Regions from separate parts of the Sus scrofa genome. Here all the other regions are linked to region 2. The links are chromatin contacts, called in public HiChIP or PLAC-seq maps. All regions are on one chromosome and are shown on one strand. Each heading gives the region's core, a stretch centred on a gene start, on an enhancer-like site or on the middle of the called end of the contact. The rest is flanking DNA. Distances are from core to core; before and after follow the strand shown.

What was found. HiChIP or PLAC-seq counts read pairs in DNA pulled down with a chosen protein or histone mark.
Region 1: an H3K27ac HiChIP or PLAC-seq map of alveolar macrophages shows a contact between it and region 2. The contact joins two enhancer-like sites. A contact is called at or near these places in 1 of 47 Hi-C or Micro-C datasets (epiblast stem cells) and 1 of 2 datasets of contacts at active chromatin or transcription factors (alveolar macrophages).
Region 3: an H3K27ac HiChIP or PLAC-seq map of alveolar macrophages shows a contact between it and region 2. The contact joins two enhancer-like sites. A contact is called at or near these places in 1 of 47 Hi-C or Micro-C datasets (fetal heart ventricle) and 1 of 2 datasets of contacts at active chromatin or transcription factors (alveolar macrophages).

What each region holds. Positions count from the first base shown.
Region 1 is chr11:66,889,765-66,893,248 of Sscrofa11.1, forward strand. No RefSeq gene overlaps it. Among named protein-coding and RNA genes, the nearest start is that of IPO5, 130 kb to the right of the region's middle. Within about 2 kb of position 1,282, at least 4 of the 83 cell types and tissues checked have an H3K27ac peak or open chromatin away from gene starts, as enhancers often do. A contact at or near this core is called in alveolar macrophages, where this site is marked.
Region 2 is chr11:66,700,739-66,704,571 of Sscrofa11.1, forward strand. All of the region lies in intron 1 of RAP2A (ras-related protein Rap-2a), which reads left to right. Among named protein-coding and RNA genes, the nearest start is that of RAP2A, 23 kb to the left of the region's middle. Within about 2 kb of position 2,028, at least 2 of the 83 cell types and tissues checked have an H3K27ac peak or open chromatin away from gene starts, as enhancers often do. A contact at or near this core is called in alveolar macrophages, where this site is marked.
Region 3 is chr11:66,847,598-66,851,197 of Sscrofa11.1, forward strand. No RefSeq gene overlaps it. Among named protein-coding and RNA genes, the nearest start is that of IPO5, 170 kb to the right of the region's middle. Within about 2 kb of position 1,529, at least 4 of the 83 cell types and tissues checked have an H3K27ac peak or open chromatin away from gene starts, as enhancers often do. A contact at or near this core is called in alveolar macrophages, where this site is marked.

The DNA of each region.
Region 1 (3,484 bases), core at 32-2,531, 190 kb after region 2:
ATCCTCTCCCGAAGATATGTTGTGGCCATGTCACCTGTTTTGACCCATGTTCCATGAGTAGACGTGACATGTCACTTCCTGGCTAAATTAGTGAAGAGCTAATATGCTCTCTCCATCTCTTTTTCCCCTGAGTGACCCCCACGTTGAGATGGTAGAACCTCAGTATAAAAGCTTCCTGGGAGTTCCCTAGTGGCCTAGCAGGTTAAGGATCCAGCATTGTCACTGCAGGTCGCTGTTGTGGCTAGGGTCACTGTTCTGGAGCTGGTTTGATCCCTGGCCCTGGTACTTCTGCAGGCTGTAGGTGCAGCCAAAACAACAACAACAACAACAACAAAAAAAAACCCTGCCCCGAGGAGGTGCCAATGCAAACTTCATATAAGCAAAAAACTAACTTTTGAGGTATCAAGCCACAGAGATTTCAGGATTTATTTGGTCTTGCCACCCAGTTTACTTGTCTTAACTGATGCACCAAGCAACTTGCTCAAGATCAGTCAGCAAGTTAATGGCAGAGAGAACTCAAAGGTGAGAACTCAAGTCTCCTGAATTATCACTCTAGAACCATGCTTTAAAATTACAGAGGAGTCAGTGTAGGCACTACCAGGCCAAGTCCTTAAGAAAAGGGACCAGTCAGCTGAAAACAGAGAGGATATGGATGGGCTGATGAAGATACAGCACCCATGGATTGAGGGCCAGAACCAGAGAAGTCATGGCCAGGAAGGAAAGAGGTTCCTGTGTCCCTCGCCTTCATACAGGACCAGTGAAGCTGATCCTCAGCTGGGGGGACAGTTGCTCGGGATTGTCCCAGATGGTTCCTTTCTACCCAATTTGTACATACTTTTCAAGTTGATGACAATTGCTCCTAGACCCTATTGCCCAGTGAGGAAGTTAAACACCCAAAGGAATTATTTCCATCTTCTTGCGTGTTTACGCAACCATTAAACACAAAAACAGGAACTGGAGGCCTTAGGCTCAGATTAATGTAACACGATGTAGAATTTCTAAAAGCCACAAATTGAAAAAACATGAGGTTTTGGTTGCTAGGCAACATCAGTACAAAGCTCTTTGCGTCTCTTCAAGAGCGTTCTCTCCATCTTCACGGACAAAAGTCAGAGAGTACTCAGCAACAGGCATATATTTGGTTGTGACATCAATAGACACTAAATTGAATTTTTCCTAAAAACAACTTACTGCATTGCGTCAAGCCCTTCAGGCTCCCGAATTACTACCCTCTGTGCACAGGATGGCATTTCCTGTTCTGAAATACTCATTTTTCTCTGTACAAACAGGTTCGATGGCTACCTTTGGGCAGTCCCTGAAATAGCAGTAGTGATTTTGCAAAGTCATGCACAGTCTGTACTCTTCCAAGGATGGGAGGGGTTTAGCCACGACCCATTCTCTGTATGCATGCCAGGCAGTTTAAGCCAAAGGGAAGTCACACTCTCTCCTGATCCCTTCCTGAGAAATGGAAGCTTTACCTCTGTGCTGACCTCTTTAGATCTCCTCAAATGTGAACAGAAGGAAAGTTAGCAATAAACACAGAAACCGCGTCTCTGGAACATTCCAGAACACTGTCCACTCACCTACTGACCTGCTTGGCCTCTGGTATCCCTTTGGCCACATTCCTCTTTCTCCCTTTCACTTTCAGCTTGGCTTCGCTCACTGGCCCTGATACCTCAGCATCCTTTGCCCAGCACCTACTTTAGACCTAGACAATATCCTTGGGACATATTTTTTCCTATAAGCTCCCAGCTCCAAACAGAAGGGCAACTCCTCTGGAGGAGAAGAGGATGAAATTCCACCTTAGAGGGTATCTTCCTAAAAGTGAAGCTGCCTTGTAGATGTCGCTTGGCCTGAAAGGAAGCAGGAACGAGTGTGGTCTCCATAGCATTTTCCTCGGGGACACAGAGTGTTTCTTAAACTCGAGCTCCTGAAGAACTCATTACAGGCAAGACACTGTCAGGACGCTGTAACAAATACAGAAGAAGAAACCTGATGGCTTTAGAGGAAAAAAGACGAATAAAGGGAGTGCCTGTTGTGGCACGTTACAAACCCGACCAGTATCCATGAGGATGCAGGTTCCATCCCTGGCCTTGCTCAGTGGGTTAAGGATCAGGTGTTGCCGTGAGCTGTGGTGTAGGTCACAGATGCGGCTCCGATCCTGCATTGCTGTGGCTGTGGCGTAGGCCAGCAGCTGCAGCTCTGATTCGACTCCTAGCCTGGGAACTTCCATATGCCACAGGTGTGGCCCTAAAAAGCAATAAATAGATAAATTAAAAAAAAAAATTTAAGTATTTTGAAAAAGGAGGAAGTCTAATTAAAAAAAAAAAAGGGCAGCCCTGCTGTTTATTTCATCCAGTTTTGCCTTTATGTAAAGTTTACAAGAGATAAGAAGGCCAGGGAAAGGGGTGCTGAAGAGAATTGTAGAGATAGCCTTGGACCACTCGGTGTTATCAAATACCCGATTCCCAGTGACCCTCTGGTTGGCCAGGAGGAGGGGCAAAGGCTCTTTGGCAAAGGCCCCCAGAACACTGTACAAGGTCCTTGGTGGAAAGAGGAACCCCTTAATCCTAACTTGCACTTGGCCTCATTGTTCATCTCTCCCAGTCCTGATCTCTGAATTTTCTTCGGGATTTGGTTCTTACTCTCATTGCTCTCATCCATGTAGGCTTTTCCTGCTTCCCTGCCACTACCTGATTCCCCGCTTCCCTGATTTACACTCTGTCCACCTCTAGCTTCAGGAACTGGCTGGCCCCGATTAGGTCCTTGAGCTTAGCACATTCCCTCTCTCTCTGCCTCCGTCTTCCCTCCCAAAACACATGTTAGGTACCACACTGATAAGCCCTGGGAACACGAAACCAAAAAACATTGCCCCTGTCTTATGGGGCGTATCATCTAAAATAGGCACCCAACGCGTAAAGTTAGAAGGGGTACTGAGGCGAATACCTGGGCAACCTGGATGCTCTAGGCTGGACACTACCTAAATGGCAGCAGATAATTTTCTTCAGTCCATCTCAGCTGAATCTTGTGCAAGCATAACCACCTAGGCAGCAAAAAGCTTCCCCAAACAATTCAGTTCCCAGATATCCTAGTTATCCTACACTCAGGCTAACGCTAGAGCTTCCTTGCTTAATCCAGTATGCCAAGCACCAGGCATTTCTGGGCACAGAAAACTTGGCTCCGTCCAGATGTTAGATTGAAAGGCAATTCATTCATAGGGCTTTCTGGTCTTTTGCTGCTTCTGGTCTCCCCACCTCTCTCTCTCTCTCTCTCTCTCTCTCTCCTCTCCTCTCTCTCTCTCCTCTCTCTCTCTCTCTCTGTACCACAACCCCGCCACATACACGCATGTACTCTCCTATGGCCGTTTTTCATGCAATAGGCTTTGTAAATTTCAAGGGTAATGCACAAGCACTAGACACTGATGCTTTGTCTCACTTCCCTTCTATTCCCTGTGGGAATAAGGTACCCTAAGCACCATGTGCTGCAT
Region 2 (3,833 bases), core at 778-3,277:
GCACATTCACCTCGAGTTGGTCAAGGGTCAGCTGTACCGCCAGAGGATCTTCCATGGTAGTCGTACTGATTTACTCTTCCCCCAAAAAGAGTTTCAGTCGTTCCACATCCTGGTCAACATTTGATATCGTCAGTCTTTTTTAATTGTAGCTAATCTGCTAAGATTGTAGTGGTACCTCATTTTGACTTTAGCTTTTGTCTCCCCGATGTATAATGATGAACACCTTTTCATGTGCTTAATGCTTTCACATCTTCTGTTAAGAAATAACCTACTCAAAAAAAGGGGGTGTTCCCGTCGTGGCACAGCGGAAACGAATCCGACTAGGAACCATAAGGTTGCGGGTTCGATCCCTGGCCTTGCTCAGTGGATTAAGGGATCCGGTGTTGCCGTGAGCTGTGGTGTAGGCCGGCAGCAACAGCTCTTATTAGACCCCCTAGCCTGGGAACCTCCATGTGCCATGGGTGCAGCCCTAAAAGGTCAAAAGACCAAAAAAAAAAAAAAAAAAAAAAAAAATACCTACTCAAGTGTTTTGTCCACTTAAAAATTGTTTTTTTTTCTTACACTTTGTAGAAGTTCTATACATTTTGGGTAGAAGTCCGTTGTCACGTATATATTTTGCAGATACCTTTTCCCATCTTTACCTTTTCACTTAATAGTTTCTTTTTTTTTTTTTTTTTTTCTTTTTATGGCTGCACCTGCAGCATATGAAGTTCCCGGAGTAGGGGTTGAAACAGAGCTGCAGCTGCCCAGCCTGTGCTACAGCCACAGCAACACCAGAACCGAGCAACCTTTTTGACCTACTCTGCAGCTTGTGGCAGTGCCAGATTCTTAACTCACTGAGTGAGGCGGGGGATGGAACCTGCATCCTCTTAGATACTCTGTCGGGTTCTTAACCCAGTGAGCCACCACGGGAACTCCTTAATAGTTTCTTTTAATGAGCAGTAAGTTCTTAATTGTAATGAAGTCGAGTTTAGTAATCTTTTCTTTTATGGTTAGTTCTTTATTGTGTCGAAGTTGATACATCTTTCTCCACTCCGAGGTTATGAAAGTTTATCCTTCATATTTATTCTAGAAGGTTTATTTTCTGACTTTTATTCTATGGTTCATCTTCAGTCTGTACAAGTGGTGTGAAATAGAGGGCTCCTTTTTCTTTCCGCATATGGATATCCAGTAAACCTAGTGCTGTTTAATTAAATGACCATCTCCCCAGTGAATTGTAGGTGTACCTTTGTCATAAATCAGGCAGATGTTTTTGTGTGGTCTGTTTCTAGGCCTTCTTTTCTGTTACATTTTTCTGTTTCTCCTCATGTCTAAACCACACTGTATTATAGCTTTGTAATTAAGTCCTGATATCCAGTATCTAATACTCAGGCTTTGTTTTTGTCCGCAGATTTGCTTTGGCTATTCTAGATATTTTGCATTTCCGTAGAATTCTTCGCATTTCCAAAAACCATTTGTCAGTTACCACATGAGTTACCAAAAAACCGCCTGTCATTTTGACTAAAATTGCATGGAACCCATGAGTCAGTTGTGGAGAATTGACATGTTAATCTTTACTGAATCTTTTAATCAGTAAATTCAGGACATTCTTCTCTTTATTTAGGTCTTCTTTAATTTCTCTAAGCACTGTTTTGTAATTATCATTGTAAAGGTCTTTTATGGTTTTTATTAGACTTATTTCTGTTACTTGATAATTCAGTGGAGAAAGGATAGCCCTTTCAACAAAAAACTGGAGCAATTAGATATGCTTAAACTACACCCCACATCTTAACAAAAACTGAAAATGAATCATGACTTAAACGTAAAACGAAAAAATATGAAACATTTAGAGAAAACCTTCAGATCTTGGGCTAGACAAAAGAGTTCTTACACTTGACACGAAAAGCATGGTGCATAGAATAACAACTGATGAATCAGATATTTAGATGATTTATTTCAAATGAGATGATTTGTGAGAGTGTATAGTTTTCAAGGAATTGGTTGAGTAACCTTCAGTCGTCTTTGGGCAATTGGGTACCGTTCACCTTTGCCCTAGATGAAGCCAGAGCAGTGACTGCTTTACCAGTTCAGCCTCCTCTTCTCTTCTGCCCCACTCCCTGAAATACTAGAATTTTCCAGACTTAACTTTTTTTTTTAATGGCCTGAGGAGGATATTTAGAAAATTGTCCTGAAATTTGAATCCTAAAATGGCTGAAAAGACCATATAGAGAAATATAACTCAATAGTTACTTTTACTTCCTAGAAGAACCTACAAGCTTTTATTTCTTCATACTGTCCCTCCGATCGAAAAGAGTTTGAGGCTTCTTGTTGATTGAGGTCATGTTTTTCGGAGACTTTTAAAGACTTGACTAAAATAATAATTTGGAAAGAGCTAAAAAAAAAAAAAAAGTACATTTATAGTGTTGGGTCATTATCATTCACAAGCTTTTAGAAATAAACATTATGTCCAAGTGTTTGGTAAAAGCAAAGGTGAAAATCTTATTCTTTCTCTATTGGCAGTAATTCCACAAGGTAACGTTTGACTGGCAAATGATTTTTATCTTACATAGTAAAAGTTTGTGTCTGGAAACAGTCTACATCTCCAAGGTAATCAGTAAAGGATCAGTAGAAATCCAGGAATAATAGTAAGGTAAACACCAAGTGAATAACCTGAGTAGGATACTTAGAAAATTAAACTTCTTTAGGAAAAGAAGCCACTCCTGCAAGAGAAACATCATCAAATTTTAAGCTAAGAGATTGATAGACTAAAAGTAAGAAGTAGTGATTTGATAACTGAGATCGTTTGAAACATGGTCGTTCCCCTTTGGTGTTTTGGGTTCCTAGTCATGAGCTAAAACTGTACTGCTTGTAAAGGCAATAGTTTATCTATGAATCGTGACCGATTTCTCTTTTTTTGTCAAAACCACTATCTGCTCTCTTCTTCAACCAGTCTGTCATCATGTGTTTGTTGGTGCTGCCTCCCAAATCTCTTTGAAGCTTTCTTTCTGTCCACTGCTCTTGCCATCATCCCAGTTCAAGTCACCCTGACTCTGTCTGGAGCGCTGCAGTCCTCTGACCATCTTCCTGCCTCTGTTGTGCCGCTCAAGGGCATTTTGTGTGTGTGCGCCATGCTGATCTCTCAGTACACACACCCACTAACTTGCCGGCCGGGAGACCTTCCGTGATTTGTCCTCTCCCTAGAATAGTGGCCTCAGGTCCTTCTCAGTCACCCCTCCCGCTTTCCTTGCTGGTGCTCTTGATGCTGTAACCACGAGGTCTCCTTTTGGTGCCTTGGGCAAGCCCAGCCCCTTGCCACTGCCTGCCTTTTGCATTGTCTTCTTTCTAAAATCTTTGATGCCTGTTTTTCTCCCCATGGCTGACTCGACTCTCAGTGCTCGAGTCTCTGTTTACTTTCATCTCCCTGTAGATGCTTTCTGCGATCACCTCGTGTGATGCTGGCCTGCCCGAGGCACTGTATGTTCATCAATTTCCCTTGAGACAGTGAGCACAATCTCTCATTTTATGGATTGTTTATAGTGTTTCCTTCAAGTGGAACATAAGCTCTAAGGATTTTACTCATTTTATATTCCGAGTCTCTCTCACAGTGCCTGGTAGATACTCAAGAAATAAATTAATGAAAACCTACGAACCCCAGATTCTTACCGATATAAAATGTAAATAAGAATTCAGATAAATGAGCTGTCTATTAAAGTAAGGAAGATTTTAAAAGAGATGAAATTTGACCTAAGCTTTTTTTTTTTGGCTGGGGAGCAGCTTGATGTGGGATCTCAGTTCCTAGACCAGAGATTGTACCCAGGCCACAGCAGTGACAGTGCCGAGTCCTGAGCACTAGA
Region 3 (3,600 bases), core at 279-2,778, 150 kb after region 2:
CCATTATAAAAGATTGGGTTCCCTACGTTCAGGATTCCTCTCCAGTAATGCACTGCTGCCTGTGCAGATGCTACCTGGCCCTCTGTATGTTCCCCCGTGGACGTGGAGGCTTGGGAACCTACAGGAAATGTTGATACTCTGGTTACTGCTGCTTCTGTGAATGATACACTGTGCTTTATCTCACACCTAGGCGTCTCGGGTCTCCTGCCAGCGTACATGAAATTGTGGCGGGCTCGCTCGGCTTGACAGTCTCGTGTTACTGATTCCAACAGGCAAAGCCACATCTTACATAACCAAGTTTATGTGTTTTTTTTTTTTTTCTTCACTTATCCATTCGATAAATAAACATTCCTTGAATGCCTAGTCAATGCTAGGAGATTCCAAGGGAATGAGGATGAGGGGACCCCAGCCTTAGCAAAACAAAATCTCATAGTAAAAAAAAAAAAAAAGAAGCCTCATCATAAAACAGAGTTTAGTGAGGGAAGACAGCAAATAAACAAGTAACTCAATGAGCAAAGGAGATCATTTCGGAAAGTGTTAAGTGCTGGTGAGAAAATCATCCAGGATGAAACAATGAAGTGACTGGAGTGGACGTGGAAGGAGTTCCCATCGTGACTCAGCAGAAACACATCTGACTAGTATCCATGAGGACGCAGGTTCGATCCCTGGTCTCGCTCTGTGGGTTAAGGATCCTGTGTCATGGCTGTGGTGTAGGCCAGCGGTTATAGCTCCAATTTGACCCCTTGCCTGGGAACCTCCATATGCCTTGGGTGTGGCCCTAAAAAGACAATTTAAAAAAAGAGCAACATGAAGTAGATGTGGAAAGCAGGCAACGTGAGGTTGGTGATCAAGGAAGAGGCCTTTCAGAGGTGGTGAAATTGGAGTTGAGCCACTCATAACAAAGTCAACTGGTGATGATGTCTTGGGAAAGAAGCTCCCAGGAGTAGCTACTGGACATGCCCTAAGAGGAGCAGGTGTTCAGAGAAGCCAGGAAGACACGGGGAGAATAACGGGAGGTGTGGGTGGAGAGGGGGCAGGGCCAGGTCCCAGGAGCCTGGCGGGGGGCATGGGAGGACTTGGTTAATCATCATCTCCTCTCTCTTGCCCTTCTCCCTGGTACTGCTCCTCCCTGAAAGTGTCTGCTGGGCACATTTCTTGATGGAGCCCCTGGCTGGCTTTCTTCTTTGGAAAGGGAGTGGTAACTGCATTAAGGCTCTAATTTACGGTCCACAGAAATATTTGCCTGATATGAATGAAACTATAAAGACTGAGAGTATGTCCAGGCCATCTCAAAGGCTGAATGTCAAAAGTCTGAGATCACGGAGGAGAGACTTCTGTGCAGATGCCCTCCTGGAACCCTTCTCGTCACTCTACTGGATGGGGACAGACTCCTTCTAGTTCCACTTTAATTCCAGGATGTAGACACTCATCTCTGACGAAAAGAAATGAAGAGTGGCTTCCAGTGGCTTGTTTAAAGAGTTTCTGGTACTTCCTAAAGCTTATTATTTGGCACTCACCAATTAGTGGTTGCCTGAAAGGAAAAAAAAGAGGAAATGGACCCAACATCTTGTGATGAGGAAAGTCATTGGATAATTATATCAGTTCCTTCTCTATGAAACTAGAAGGGTAAAACTCATTTAGTCAAACTAACCAAATTAGTTAGATCTCCAAATGGAGTAAAATTAATTTAGTTAATCTACCTAATTAAAGAAATTGTGATACTGCAAGTTAAACATAATATGGTATAAATGTCAGAAGAAAGGTTATCTTGGAGTTCCCTGGTGGCTCAGCAGGTTAAGGATGGGTGTTGTCACTGTTGTAGCATGGGTTCAATCACTGGCCCCAGAAAATTCCACATGCCACAGGAATGGCCAAAAAAAAAAAACCAAACAAACAAACAAACAAAAAAACCATTGTAGCTCAGTGGGTTATGAACCCGACTAGTATCCATGAGGATGTAGGTCCAATCCTTGGCTTCCCTCAGTGGATTAAGGATCCTGCATTGCCATGAGCTGTGGTGTAGGTTGCAGATACAGCTTAGATCTGGTGCGGTAGCTACAGCTCTGATTTGACTGCTAGCCTGGGAATTTCCATATGCTACAAGCACAGCCCTAAAAAGCAAAAAAAAAAAAAAAAAAAAAAAAAAAAAGGCTCTTATTCTTTCTAGGACATAGAGAAACTTGAGAGTACCACTGCCTTGGACTTGCGGATCCTATAGAATCTGACTCAGTTCATAGAAAGAATGTTCTCTGGTACCGCTTGATTCAGACAATGGTGTCATTCATGCAATAGCCTATGATTGTATATGATTTTTAGTTCCTTTAATGCAACAGGCTTCCCATAATTTCACGTTTAGGGGTTGTTTTCTTAGCAAGCCCATTTTTCAAAGATAATTCCCAGGGAAACTTGTCCGCCATCTTTACAAATGCCCTATTATTGGCATCTCAGTGAAGGCAGTTGTATCAGGACCCTGTGATCCTTTCATCACAACTGCTGCTATCTTAGGGAGATTGAAAATTGCTGGAGCAGGACAGCTATTTGAATTCTCGGATAGGAGCAAGAAATAGGAAAAGCCTGCCCTTCAGGTAGGAACCAGAGGCCTGTTTTGGGCACCTGGTCCGGGTGAGGTGGACCTGCGAGGGCATCCAGCAAGCACTCTGTCTAGACCAGGCAGAGCTGGGCCTGCCCATCACATGCTTAGGGGACCTGAGTCCTAATAAGATTCTTCCCAAACCTCCGTTAAAAGAAACTACGAGTTTCCTGAAATGGTTGTCATCACGTTTATGCTTTCAGGTTTGGAGAATTCTTTGATTTTAGGTCTAGAAAGATCTGAAAAGGCTGATGATGGGACTGTCGACAGCATGTGAATGTCTGAATCCCACTTGATCCCAGGCACACAGTGCATGCAAAGCCAGACTGCCACCTACTGACACGCGGAAGGGGTGGCTTGGCACTGTTCTCTTCTCAGGTAAAGCAAAGATGCTGTTGATTACAAATGGTCTACTGAACCCAGCCTGCTGCTTTTTAAAAACCCAACAGCAGTGAAGCAGTCACTGATTTGAGATCTGAATTGTATTTTAAATGTTGGCGGAAAAAATACTTTGCCCAAATATACACAATATCTGGTGATGGGTCAAAAAGAGAAGGGAAGTTTGGTATCAGAGATTGAGGGAGAGAAATATGGCTTCAATTCAAACAACGCTTCCTGTTTCTTCAGTATAAGAAAGGAGAGGCAGCAAGCTTGTACCATTTAACTGAAGATTCCTAGAAGGCAGGAATTACATCTGACTTATGTTTCTTTTTTCCTGACCCTGACATCTTTCTTAGTGCATTCTGAAGGCAAACGACAATTAAAAGGGTGTTTACAATTTTTTTTAAAAATGCAAATATATTTTTATTCATAATTTCTTTGCTAACTAGAATTGTTTATTTTATTTTATTTTATTTTTTTAATATATTTTTTTTATTTTCCCACTGTACAGCAAGGGGGTCAGGTTATCCTTACATGTATACATTACAATTACATTTTTTCCCCCACCATTTGTTCTGCTGCAACATGAGTATCTAGACAAAGTTCTCAGTGCTATTCAGCAGGATCTC